Linked DNA regions of Sus scrofa: regions 2 and 3 are each linked to region 1. A link is a contact called in public HiChIP or PLAC-seq and promoter capture Hi-C data. All regions are on one chromosome and are shown on one strand. The core of a region is the stretch at or near the end of the contact, and the rest is flanking DNA. Distances in the headings are between cores, read along the strand shown.

Evidence for each region. Promoter capture Hi-C pulls out the DNA fragments that hold promoters and counts their contacts. HiChIP or PLAC-seq counts read pairs in DNA pulled down with a chosen protein or histone mark.
Region 2: a contact with region 1 is called in an H3K27ac HiChIP or PLAC-seq map of alveolar macrophages. The contact joins the enhancer-like site here to the promoter of DPP9 in region 1. A contact is called at or near these places in 1 of 5 promoter capture datasets (liver), 9 of 47 Hi-C or Micro-C datasets (blood, embryonic fibroblasts, epiblast stem cells and 4 more) and 2 of 2 datasets of contacts at active chromatin or transcription factors (alveolar macrophages and skeletal muscle).
Region 3: a promoter capture Hi-C map of fetal liver shows a contact between it and region 1, with 3 times the contacts expected there. The contact joins the promoter of FEM1A here to the promoter of DPP9 in region 1. A contact is called at or near these places in 2 of 5 promoter capture datasets (fetal liver and liver), 18 of 47 Hi-C or Micro-C datasets (alveolar macrophages, blood, brain and 9 more) and 2 of 2 datasets of contacts at active chromatin or transcription factors (alveolar macrophages and skeletal muscle).

What each region holds. Positions count from the first base shown.
Region 1 is chr2:74,132,349-74,136,562 of Sscrofa11.1, forward strand. DPP9 (dipeptidyl peptidase 9) reads left to right here and starts at 2,172. Exons shown (of 22, transcript XM_021084042.1): 1 at 2,172-2,574; 2 at 3,581-3,631. It overlaps TRNAG-UCC (a tRNA gene), which reads right to left and starts at 2,151; the gene lies at 2,080-2,151.
Region 2 is chr2:74,020,394-74,024,607 of Sscrofa11.1, forward strand. It overlaps TICAM1 (toll like receptor adaptor molecule 1), which reads left to right. Exons shown (of 2, transcript NM_001315738.1): 2 at 1-704. The coding sequence ends at 417. Among named protein-coding and RNA genes, the nearest start is that of TICAM1, 18 kb to the left of the region's middle. Within about 2 kb of position 1,833, at least 15 of the 83 cell types and tissues checked have an H3K27ac peak or open chromatin away from gene starts, as enhancers often do. A contact at or near this core is called in alveolar macrophages, embryonic fibroblasts and liver, where this site is marked.
Region 3 is chr2:74,042,633-74,046,846 of Sscrofa11.1, forward strand. FEM1A (protein fem-1 homolog A) reads right to left here and starts at 2,491. Exons shown (of 1, transcript XM_021084041.1): 1 at 1-2,491. The coding sequence starts at 2,351. The coding sequence ends at 357.

The DNA.
Region 1 (4,214 bases), core at 922-3,421:
ACAGCTCATGGCAACACAAGATCCTTAACCCACTGAGTGGTGGAGCCAGGGATTGAACCACATCCTCATGGACACTAGTCAGTTTCATTAGTGCTGAGCCACAATGCGGGAGTCCCCTAAATTCTTTTTTTTTCTTTTTTGCTTTTTAGGGCCGCACCCTCGGCATATGGAGGTTCCCAGGCTAGCAGTCAAATTGGAGCTATAGCTGCCGGCCTACACCACAGCCACAGCAATGCACAGGACTCGAGCCATGTCTGCAACCTATAACGCAGCTCACAGCAACACCAGATCCACATAAAAGAGATATTTTTTTAGATTCCACATAAAAGAGATATTATATGACATTTGTCTTTCTGTATCTGGCTTACTTAGTATGATAATCTCTAGTCTACCCATGAAACTGCAAATGGCAGTATTTCATTCTTTTCATGGCTAATATTCCATTGTCTATACATACCGCATTGAATCTGGGCCAGGGATTGAATTTGAGCCACAGCTGCCACCTACTGCAGGATCCTTTAACCCACTATGCTGTCCAGGGATGAAACCTGAGCCTCCGCAGTGACCATGCTGATGCAGTCAGATTTTAACCGACTGCCATGCAGCCAGAACTCGTATACCACTTTTTTTTTTGTTGTTTTTTTTTTGGCTTTTTAGGGCCACATTGATGGCATATGGAAGTTTCCAGGCTAGGGATGGAATTGGAGCTGCAGCTGCTGGCCTACAACACAGACACAGCAAGGCTAGATCCAAGCCGCATCTGTGATCTACATCGCAGCTCACGCACCGCCAGATGCTTAACCCACTGAGCAAGGCCAGGGATCAAACCTGCATTATCATGGATACTTGTGTTCCTACTGCTGAGCCACAACAGGAACTCCCCCACATCTTATTAGTCTAATAGGTTGGTTCTATGTCTTGGCTATTGTACATAGTGCTACTGTGAACATTGGGGTGCATTTATCTTTTCAGATTATGATTTTCTCATGACATATGACCATATGCATGTTTTCAGATTGCAAGATGGTAGCTCTACTTTCAGTTTTTTTGAGGAAATCCCATACTGTTCTCTATAGTGGCTGCACCAGTTTACATTCCCAGCAATAGTAGAGGAGGGCTCCCTTTTCTCCACACCCTCTCCATTATTTATTATTTTTAGGCTTGATCCTAAATTCTTACCATTTCCCTTCCTCCTATCTCTCTTAAAAAAAACAAAAAAGCAAACAAACAAAAAACCAACAAAAAAACGGACTGGCCTAAACTGAGTTAACTTTGGGTTATGAGATGAAAAGTCATTTTCATCATCTTCTACGTCGAGATTTTTTTTTTTTTTTCTTCCCCTTCCAAATTAGTTGTACCTAATGTCCTTTACAGGTCTTTTACAGAAAGACCTTTCTTTCTCGTAGAAAGTGGTTTGGGCTGAAGCAACATAGTTAATATTTGTATATTTGTATACAGGTAAGAGTTTAAATAAAGAATCTATGCATGAGACAAACTAAAGAAACATTGTTTGCCCTCAGGATGGATTTGTGAACAGTTTTTGTCTTGGACTGTTTTAATCGTGTGTGTGTGCGTGCGTGTGTGTGTGTGCGCGCGTGCGAGCGTTGGGAATGGGGGTTATTAGATTTTTTTATTCTGTGTTTTTCCAGCTTCCAACCGCGTCAAGCCGAGGGATGGATATTCAGAAAGAACGAGAATCACCTGGGCTGACAGAACCAAATGTTCATATTGGGAGTATAATGTAACAGGTCCTGTAACGTTGTCTATAATAAGCCCAAAAAAATATGACCCATATTGGTTTCTTTAGCGTAGCGGTTATCACGTTCGCCTAACACATCAAAGGTCCCTTGTTTGATCCCGGGTGGAAACATTCCCTTTATCATTTCTTTATTATAGAATTTTAAAATTTGCTTCAAAATAACTGCAGTAGAAATTCAGGTTCTATGCTCTTTTTTTTATTTCTCTAATCTTTGTAGATATGGGATTTTATAAGTTATTGCAAAGTAATACAAATATTACTACAGAAAGTTTTAAATGGACCGTAAGAGCAGGGAAAAATGGAAAAGCTCCTTAACCATGTGCGTTGGCCGGGAATCGAACCCGGGTCAACTGCTTGGAAGGCAGCTATGCTAACCACTATACCACCAACGCAACGATGGAACACAATTTTCTTAGGTTTCTTTAGTAGAAGTATTACGTTTATTTGGGCGATACCAAGTTACTTGAGGGGGTGTCTTTCTCTTTAATAGCTCTCCCGGCACAGGAAGGAGCAACCCAAGGGACGTTTCACTCCATTGGATGCGGGGGCATGCTGGCGTGTCCCCCCCCAGTGCTCCGGCCTCTTTGGTGCCGGCCGAGCGGTGGCCAATCCCAGGCCGCCGCCTGGGCCGCTCGACTTCCGGGTCAAAGGGGCCTGAGCTGCCGGGTACCCCAGTGTCCGCCGCCTCCGCTGTCCCCCGCGCCCGCCACTTCCGGGGCCGCAGTCCCGGGCATGGAGCCCCGAGCTTGAGGTGCCGCTGGCCCCGGGACACCTTGCCCAGCCCGGCCGCCGCCCTGCACCGGCCCCGAGCCCTGGTGAGCTGCGCCCGCGCGCCCCGTCCGGCCCCGGCCGCGACCCTGAACCCACCATTGACCGGGCCCGCCTGAGCCTCAACCGTGGACTCTCCATTCACCCGCCTACCGGGTGCCCTCTGCCCCGGTCCGCGCACTCTGGCCCCGCCATTGACCAGACTCGCGGTTCCTCCAGTCCCCGCCTCTCTTCATCCCATCTTCCCCGCTCGACCCCTCCGCTTGCCGCGCGACCTCTCAGCCTCTTCTCGGCCCGGCCCGGCCCGACCCGACTTTCTCTCCCATCCCTTTGCTGCCCAGGCCACCTATCTCTGGCTCCTTCCGGGGGTGCCGCACCTGGTAACACCTTCCTTTCCCTGCAGGCTGTGGAGGGCCCCGTCTTCTCCCCCTCCCCATGCAAACACATACTACCTATCTGAGAGCAGAGGCCACCTCCCTGACCTGCGTCCTGACCCCCACCTTTTCACCCCTCCCCAACGCTTGGCCTCCTCACCCGCATCCTCACAAGGTCCAGCCGCCTCTCTCAGCTTCCCTCCCAGGCCTCTCCAGCCACCCACCTTTTCCTACATAGGCTTAGCCCAGTCTTGACACTTTCCCATCCATGTGGCAGCTAAGCCATCAGAAGCGGCTAGTTCCCTTTGATCCAGCTAGTTCCCTTTGACTCTCCACCGCCCCCATCTCCGCCTGCCCGCACTCCAGGAAGTCACTTGCCTTGACCACAGGAACAAATCTTTCCAGGAGCTGGGACTTAAGCCCAAGGGGTGCCCTGTAGTCACCAATCCCTGTAGTGCCCTGCTGAATCCTGGGCGAATTGGGCCCAGTGGCTGGTCATGCATGTAGGGTATGGTTCAGGACATGCAGACAGCACTGCAGGGCTGTGAGGCATCATTAGGATATACTGGGTACAGAGAATCAGGCCCGACCCTTGAGGACTCCTGAATGGAAGGAGAGTGAGTGGTTAGCCAGTCTCTCCATTAAGTTGCCCCGTTAATGGCACATTTACTCTGTTAAGGTCTGTGTCACGTCTGCAGCCGGAATGGAGGCTTTCTGGACCCTTTAGAAGGTCAGTGGTGCTGGGGCGGGGTGGCCAGGAAGGCCAGGTGTGGGCTGGTGGGATTCATTTGCCTGCTCTAGAATACAGCATTTGGCAAGAAGTGGTTTCCTGCAGTCCTGGGGTCACTGCCCTTGGGGACAGTTGGTGGGGAGCCAGCCCAGTGGAGGCAGCTTTGTGTGCTCTTGCTGGAGTTTTCTTTCTCTCCAGCATCCCACTCTAGCTGCCCCTGAAGGACTGGGGGAGAAAAAGGAGGGCCTGCTGATTTCCAGCTGGATTTGGCCGATGTGTGCCTGCACCTCGCACCCCTAACACTGTGCCTGGCACTCAATCTGCAGATGGTGTGAATTCTGGCTCTTAAAAACAACTTTAGTGTAACTTTTTTTTTTTAATGGCCACTGGCCACACATGGAAGTTTCCAGGCCAGGGATTGAATCCAAGCCATAGTAGCAATGCCAGATCCTTAACCCACTGCACCACAGTAGGAACTCCCCCTTGGTGTAATTTTAAGCAACTTTTTTAGATGACAGTGTTAGCTGTCCTGTAGTTTCTGCTTCGTCAGCTGTTTTAGCTGTGCAGTCTCCTTTAACTCTCA
Region 2 (4,214 bases), core at 583-3,082, 110 kb before region 1:
TACCAGACGCAGTTGGAGAAGCTTCAGATGGCTTTCGCGAGCTACATGCCATTTGGGGCTCAGCTGCCCTCTGCACCCCCAGCGCCTTTTGGAGAACAGGGGCCCCTGGGAGCCCCACCACCCTTTCCCACCTGGCCTGGCCTTCAGCCACCGCCTGTGTCTCCGTGGCTGGCAGGCACGCCCCCACCAGCCTTCCCGCAACCTCCTGCCTTCCCGCAGCCTCCTGCCTTCCCTCAGCCTCCTGCCTTCCCACAGCCTCCGGCTGCGTCACAGTCCTCCCCTGTGAACCCTCAGAGCTCTGGGGTGCAGCCTCTCATCATCCACCATGCTCAAATGGTACAACTGGGGCTCAATAACCACATGTGGAACCAGAGAGGGACCCAGGCGCCCGAGGACAAGTCACCAGAAACGCAATGACCAAATGTCTGGACCCGATGACTTCAGCCTTGCCCCTCCCCCACCCCCATCTCCAGGAGGCAGTGGAACAGGGGTCATCCGCTACTTTCAGGACACTGCTGGGGAGACCTTTGGGTCTCAGGAAATGGTGCAAAATGGGCCTCTTGCCTTTCTGGTTCTCCAGGTTGCCAGAACTGGATGTGAGTTTACACATTTCTTTCTCTCCTTTTGGAGAGTGGTGGTGGGGAATGGGCTGGGGGGTATTAGAATGGAGTTTTAATTGTAATAAATATTTATTGAATGCTTCAGCAGTGCCGTTGTCCTCTGGGGGACCTCTGCCTTGCCCTTTGTCAAGATAAAAACTGGGCTACTATTGCCATAAAAGCAAACCTAAAGCGAGAACTTTGAATGACATGAGCCATAGTTGTGCACATTTGCTCTCATTTCATTGGTCAGGATGGAGTAAGAGTAGAATTTTAACATTTGTCAAACACTCACCATTTATCCATTCTGGAGGCTTTAAATATCTAAATGGGAGTTCCCGTCGTGGCGCAGTGGTTAACGAATCTGACTAGGAACCATGAGGTTGCGGGTTCAGTCCCTGCCCTTGCTCAGTGGGTTAACGATCCGGCGTTGCCGTGAGCTGTGGTGTAGGTTGCAGACGCGGCTCGGATCCTGCGTTGCTGTGGCTCTGGCGTAGGCCAGTGGCTACAGCTCCGATTCAACCCCTAGCCTGGGAACCTCCATACGCCGAGGGAGCGGCCCAAGAAATAGCAAAAAAAGACTAAATAAATAAATAAATAAATATCTAAATGTATTTTCAGGGATTCCCCGTCGTGGCTCAGTGGTAATGAACCCTACTAGTATCCATAAGGACGTGGGTTCGACCCCTGGCCTCGTTTAGTGGGTTAAGGATCTCGAGTTGCTGTGAGCTGTAGTGTAGGTCACAGATGTGGCTGCGATCATGCGTGGCTATGGCTGTGGCTGTGGTGTAGGCCAGCAGCTACAGCTCCCATTCAACCCCTAGCCTGGGAACTTCCATTTGCCTTGGGTGCGGCCCTAAAAAAAGACTAAATAAATAAATGTATTGTTGTCTTCCCCAGGGAAAAGCTTCTATTGCTGGTTCCATTTTACATATGGGGAAAACCAAGGCCCAAAGGGGTGAATTCTGGTCCCCAAAGTCACACAGATCGAAAGTGGGGAGATTGTCGTGAAGTAGTTGGATTTCCAAGGGAGGGAATGAAGGTCCAGCCCAGAAGAGCCAGGTGAGCCAGGAAGCTGCAAGCCTCTTCTTGCTCAACAGTGTGATCTGAACATTGACTTCACGTATCCTTTCCTCTGCTGCCAGCTTCCTCAAAGGGCAGGCCTGGTGTGAGTCACCCAGCCTGTCGTGCACCACTTGCTCTTTGAGCTGCTGGCTCAGATTTTTGTTGTGTTCTGGCCTCCCCACCTTGAAGTGAAACCTGGAGAGATCAGATTCTCTGGTGGGGTGGGGTGGGGTGATGTCATGGAAACAGCCAGTTTCTGATTATGGAGGCTAGAGTTGGCTGCAATTCACTGGACGGTTGCCGTGGCATAGGCCATTTGTTTAGTCAACCAACATTTATGGAGCTCCTACTGTGTGCCAGGATTGTCCCAGACCTGGAGGTGCAGTAGGGGCAAAGACAGTTGTGATCTGTGCCCTGCTCTCTTTTCAATCGCAGGCTCAGGCCGAGGGGAGGGAGCATCAAACTCATGGTTGATGAATATGTCATCAAACAAGGAAGCAAGATCATTTCAGAAAGTGAAGAGACTTGGGAAGAAATAAACAGGGCGAGTGAAGGGAGTGCCTCTGGCCCAGGTGGCCAGAGAGGGCCTCTCTGAGGAGGAGGTGGCATTAGAGTCAAGATGGGGAGGAAGAGAAGGGGGTGGTCATGATTGGAAGAGCTTGGGAAGGAAGGTGATCTTATGGGCAGAGGAAATAGGCAGTGCAAAGGTACTGGGGCAGGACTGGACCTAGTGTGTCAGAGGAGCAGTAAGGAGGCCCCTGTGGCTGGAGCAGAAAGAGGGAGGGGAAGCAAGGGAAGAGGTGACGCCAGGGAGGGGAGGGTGCAGTAGGTCTTGGGCTTTTGCCCCCAGGGAGGTGGGAGCCCTGGAGGGTTGTGGACAGAAGAGGGGCGGGGCTTGACTCAGGTGCTCACCAGCGCCCTCTGGCTGGGGCAAGGAAGGCTGACTAGGGCGTGAGGGCAGAAGCTGGGGGCCAGGGGAGGTCTGCTGAACTGGTCCAGGCCAGTGATGATGGGGGCTGGACCTGGCAGAGGCAGAGGAGAGAGGAGGAGTGGGCACATTCAGAATGTGAGTCCCTCTTTCATCCCCCAATCATAGTCACAAGTCATAGCCCTTTTCTGGGCCACATCTTTCCCACCTGTACAATGGCCCTAGTGTCCTTGGGTCTGTCCCTGTGTCACCCCAGCATATTTAAAGCCCTGAGCTGAGGGCTTTATGTGCTGGATAAGCTCATTTCATCTACAACCCCAGGAGCCAGAAGCAATGTCCCCAGTTTATAGATGAGGAAACTGAGGCCCAGAGAGGTGACATCATTTATCTAAGGTCACACAGCTCATAAGTAGCCTTCTGGGACAGGAGAAGGAGCCAGGGGGCTCTCTCCATGGATTCTAGCCCATATGGAGACTGTGCATATGGTCTTGATTTTTAAAATTCTTTTCAATATTCCAGTTCATTTTTTTTTTTCAGGGCCACACCCATGGCATATGGAGGTTCCCAGGCCAGGGGTCTAATTGGAGCTGTAGCTTCCAGCCTCCATCACAGTCATAGCAACACGGGATCCGAGCCTCATCTGCGACCTACGCCACAGCTCATGGCAATGCCGGATCCTTAACCCACTGAGCGAGGTCAGGGATTGAACCTGCATCGTTGTGAATGCTAGTCAGATTCATTAACCACTGAGCCACGACAGGAGCTCCTATTCCAGTTCATTTTGTTACTTGTTAATTCATGGCTTCTTGTCCACACTCTACCCACCCAGAGAGAGTTGGGGACCAATCTGTCTTGGTCACTGCAGTATTTTCGGAAGCCAGCACAAGATGTGCCACAGAATAATTGCTCAGTAAACCCTTTTGACAGTTAGTGGGCACCTATTGTGTACAGGCCGTGACGGGCGCTGGGGACACAGACCTGGGGACACAGTGCCCCATGGAGCTCACTGGGCACTGAATGGAGAGGATGTAGATTCCTCCATCCTTTCGGCTAACCAACATTTATTGAGCTCCTACTGTGTGCAGGTCCTTGGGCACAGTGAAGACTGAGTTGTCACCCCCTCAGGTGACCCAAGACACCCCTGTTCTGTCCTCTCAGAGCTCATGGTCCAGTGCCAGAGACAGAGATAGTTAAGGGGCAATCAGGCCAATGATGAAATGTAGGAGGCCTCAGAGGCCTGAGGGGACCCTTGACCAGCCTGGGAGGATGAAGAGAATCTTTCTGAAGGAGGAAGTAAGCTGACACCAGAGGCAGAAGTTGGAATGAGCCATTGTCAGGGAAGTGTCCCTGGAGCTGGGCACAGCATGGGCAAAGGCCTGGAGGGGAGGCCACTTAGGGAAGGGCAACTTCACGGGGGCCACATGAACCCAGAGGCAGGGGCTCCCCCACAATTTTGGCTGCCCCAGCGCCCCCTGGTGGCCACCACTTTCCCAGATACCCTCCCACATCAATGTCCTGTGGGCCTGGGGTGTTTCCTGGGGAAGAAGTCACATGTGTCCTCCAGGCAACTTTAAAGAAGTCAACAGCTTTAAAGAAAAATGGAGGGGAGTCCCCACTGTGGC
Region 3 (4,214 bases), core at 1,241-3,740, 89 kb before region 1:
TGCTTCTTGTGTTTCCAGCTGGGGGGAGGAAGGCGATGGCTTCAATCCCTCTGCCTCCAGGTCAGAAGGCAAAAAAATCTCCGAAACCCAGGCAGATGGGACGCGTGGGAAGTGGAGCGTCTTCTCGGGTTAAGGATGGAAGCGCGGGCTCTTGAGAAAGGCCGATCCCGGAGCACGTGATCCAGAAGGCTTCTAGCACCAACAGCTCGCTAACTCCTCTCCTCCTCCCTGCAGAGGTGAGAGGGCAGTGCGGGCGGGAGGCCCTCCTCCTGTTTTGTGCCACCGGAAGTGCTCACCAGGAGGGGGCGGGGACAAACTGGGCCCCGCCCCTCCCGGGGTCTCCTCGCGGAAGCCCCTCAGTGCAGCTCGATGAAGGCCTCCAGCTCCTCGGGGATGAAGCCCTTGTAGGGAATCTTGTTTTTGTCCAGGGCGCGGGCTGCAAGGCACTGTAGGGTGACGTAGTTGAAGGGCTGAATGGTGCTCTTAGCCAGCAGTTTCTCGTCCAGCAGCTCGTAGGCCGTCTTCTTGAAGGCGTTGGTGGCGTCCATGTGGGCTCCTGCTTCGATCAGGGCGTTCATGATCCCCGGGCAGTTGTTCTGTGCCGCGATGTGCAGCGGGGTGTTGTTGTCAAAGTCCCGGCTGTCTGGGTCAGCCCCGCAGTCGAGCAGCACCTTGACCACCTGGAGGGAGGGGAATCTGCCTACCGGGTAGCGGCCCACGTTCGTGGTCTCCGCGTCCACGGCCATGTGCAGAGGAGTGAAGCCGTTCTTGCCGCGGGGGGCGCACTTGAGCAGCCGGTAGACCGTCTGGTGCTTCAGGTGCTCCTGGTCGGGCGTGCACTCCACTTTCTCCAGCAGATAGAGCAGGTGGAGGATGATGGCCAGGGCCTTGGTGAACTGCGCCGAGTCCCCGGGCTCCTTGGGCAGCTGCAGGGCCCGCTCCACTTCCCGCACCCCTTTGCACAGCACCCCCATGAGATCTGCAAAGCCGATCTGCGTGCCCAGGCTACCCTTGGCCGAGCGGTCCTGAAGCACGTAGGAGAAGAGTTCGGCAAAGGAGAGGAAGCTGCTGGCGGTCATGGGACTCAGAGGCTCCAGGTTGTTCTGCTGCATGTCCAGGGCGTACTTCCACAGGCGGATGCAGCGCTCGAAGTTGCCTGAGTCGGCGTACACCGCGCCCCGGTAACGGATATAGTAAGAAGTGTCCGGGTGGGAGGGCCCCAGGATGCGCTCGCGGATCAACAGGGCTTGCATGCGCATCTCATCCGGGTCGGTGATGAGTGCCTCCAACTCCTCAGCGGTATTCACCTCCCTGGAATAGTCATAGGCCAGGACCAGCTGCGGGGGCTCGGGTTTGGGCAGATACGCACCCCCTTGGTGACGCAGCTCCATGGCCCGTCTCCAGTGTTTCAGGGCCCCAAGCAGATCCCGCTTCTTATCCACGTAGGTGGCTCCCAGCAATTCCAAGGCTTCAACGGCAGCTTCCCGGCTGGTGGGGCAGCAGCTCTCGGAAGATTCACCGCTCAGCGGCTCCTCTGGGGAGGCGCTGCAGCAGCGGGGGCTCTGGGGCTGCACGCACGCCGGGCTGGCGGTGGGGCCTTCTCGGGACAGCCCTGGCCGGGTCTCCTCCCCAGCAGGCTGCTCCTGGATAAGGTACTCCACGATGTTGGTGTGGCCCGTCACGCTGGCCGCCAGCAGCGGAGTCATACCGTAGCCGTCACGTTCCATGCGGGCGTTGCACCCGAGCAGCAGCTGCAAGATCTCCAGGCTGCCAGACTCAGCACAGTCGTGCAGGGCCGTGTTGCCTTTGGCGCTGCGCCGATTCACCTGGGCGCCTTGCTCCAGCAGGTAGCGGGCGATCTCGCGGTGGCCCTTGTAACAGGAAATCATAAGGCACGTGTGCCCGTGCCGGTTGGCCACCTCCAGGTCCGCCTGGTGCTCGCCCACCAAGTAGCGCACCACCTCCAGGTGCCCGTCGAAGCAGGCGGCGCGCAAGGGCGTCGAGTTGGTGCGTGTGGTGCGGTTCACCGAGGCCCCGCGGCGCAGCAGGCTCCGCACCACGTCCAGGTGGCCCGCAGCAGAGGCGGCCCACAGCGGCGGCGCGCCCTCGATGGTCTCGCCATCGAAGTGCACCGAGCCGCCTGCTTCCACGCTCGCGCCGCACCGGTCCACCAGGTACTCGACCACGTCCAAGTGGCCGTAGCGGGCGGCGATTAGCAGCGGTGTTCCCCCGCTGGCCACCTCGCCCGTCAGCTCCTCCAGCTCCTCCCGGCTCCGGCCGCTGAGCAGCTTCTGAAGCAGCTGCAGCTTGCCATCACGGGCAGCATTGTACACGGCGGTATGGAGGTCCATGGTCCGGGCCTCCGCCAGGCCATGGGCCTGCCGCCGGGGGAAGAGGGCACGGGGTGACGGCGGACTAGAGCCCAGACAGGCAGGCGGCAACCTTCACCGTCTCCCCCGGCGCCATTTTAGGGGCTTTTCGGGCGGAACAAAATGGCTGTCGTGGCCTGGTGCCGAGGACGAATGGAGCATGCTGGGAAGTGTAGTCCTCTGAGCCAGCCCGCTCCGTAGGACAGAAAAGGAACGGTGATGTGCTAAGACTATTACTCCCAGAAGGCCGAGGGTCAGATGCGATGACGTGAGGACACGATGCATGGCGGGAATTGTAGTTCCAACCTGAGTGAATGGTGTCAGAAATAGGCGAGGCGAGGACTACGACTCCCGTCATGCAGTGCTATGCGATGGCTTGTGGGACCTGGAGAAAGTTTCGCTACGTACTTCCTGTGGCTGTCACAGTACCGGAGCCGATAGGAAACGTAGACGCGGGGCAGAGGACTACTTTCCACGAAAGGCCAGCCTCGGAGCCAACCGGCAGCGAGAACCAGGCGCGGGGTCTGATTCGAGCTTGGCGAGGCTGAGCGGCGCAACGGCAGGGGGCGCTCGGGAGAGACAGGAAAGTGAGGAGGGGTGGGGATGTTAGGGAAGCAGGGACTGACTAGAGGTGGCCGTAAGGGTCGGTGTCTAGCGCTCCTCCCCTTCTTATTCATTCATTCATTTATTCATTCACTCACTCATTCACATACTCATATATTTATTTACTCACTCATTAATACCCAGTTAAAATTTTAGTTTTTCTCCTTCAACCCTCAACATCCTCAATACAAAATCTAAATTAATTTGCCTCAGCCCTTCTCCACTATCATTGTGCGTATCATTTGGGGTTGGGGGCTTTGAAATTTTCAGTAACTTGCCCAAGGGCACAGGGCAAGTAAATGGCAAGGTTGGGATTTGAACCCAGGCAGAAGTGGCTATGTAATTTGCAGGGCCCAGTGCAAAAGGAAAATGTTGAACTTCTTGTCTAAAAGTAGTTCAGAATTTCTCAACAGGGATGGCAGAACATTAAACCAAGTGTGGGGCTCTTCCGGTTGACTGCACGGGTGGACACCTCCAGTGAAGCCTGAACCCCACCCCTGAAGTCAGACCCTCTCCCTAACACTCTTGCCACCATTTTGCTGCTCTGTGCCCCAAGGTTACTGAAATTATGGTAAGGATGAAGAACGGGGTCCTTCCTCCAGGAATGTTTGAGAAATGCATACTGTTCTCTACACCTCCACACTCTTGTGTGTGTCATTCCCTCTGCTCGGAACACTGTTCCATACCCTCTTCACTTGGCTGCCTCTTGGGCCTTCTTCAGGTCTCAGCTGAGACTTCAGGTCTTCGTGGATGATTCTTTGGCCACTTAGTGGGTGCCCTCCCTGGTACCCCCGTTCTTCATGAATCTTGAGAAATACTCTGTTTTAGTCAGTTCAGTGTGTTGTAACAAATACCGCAGCCTGGGTGGCTATGTTAGAATTCTCCAGAGAAACAGAACCCAGCAGGATTTATCCCATTGGGAGTTATATCTTTATATATATACATATATATATAGACACATATAACATATATATTATGTGTACATGTGTATATGTATAAACATATGCTATTGAACTTGGATTCAGGTGCTCACCACTCAGAAGGCAATAATCGAGGGGCAAGTGTTGGTAGAAAGACAAGGTAATTTATTCAGAAAAGCCAGTAATTGGGGGAGAAGGTGGACTCATGTCTAGAGACCAATTCCAAAGATTCTGCTCAGCTGTGACATTTTTTTTTTTTTTTTGACTTTTCTAGGGCCGCTCCTGCAGCATATGGAGGTTCCCAGGCTAGGGGTCTAATCGG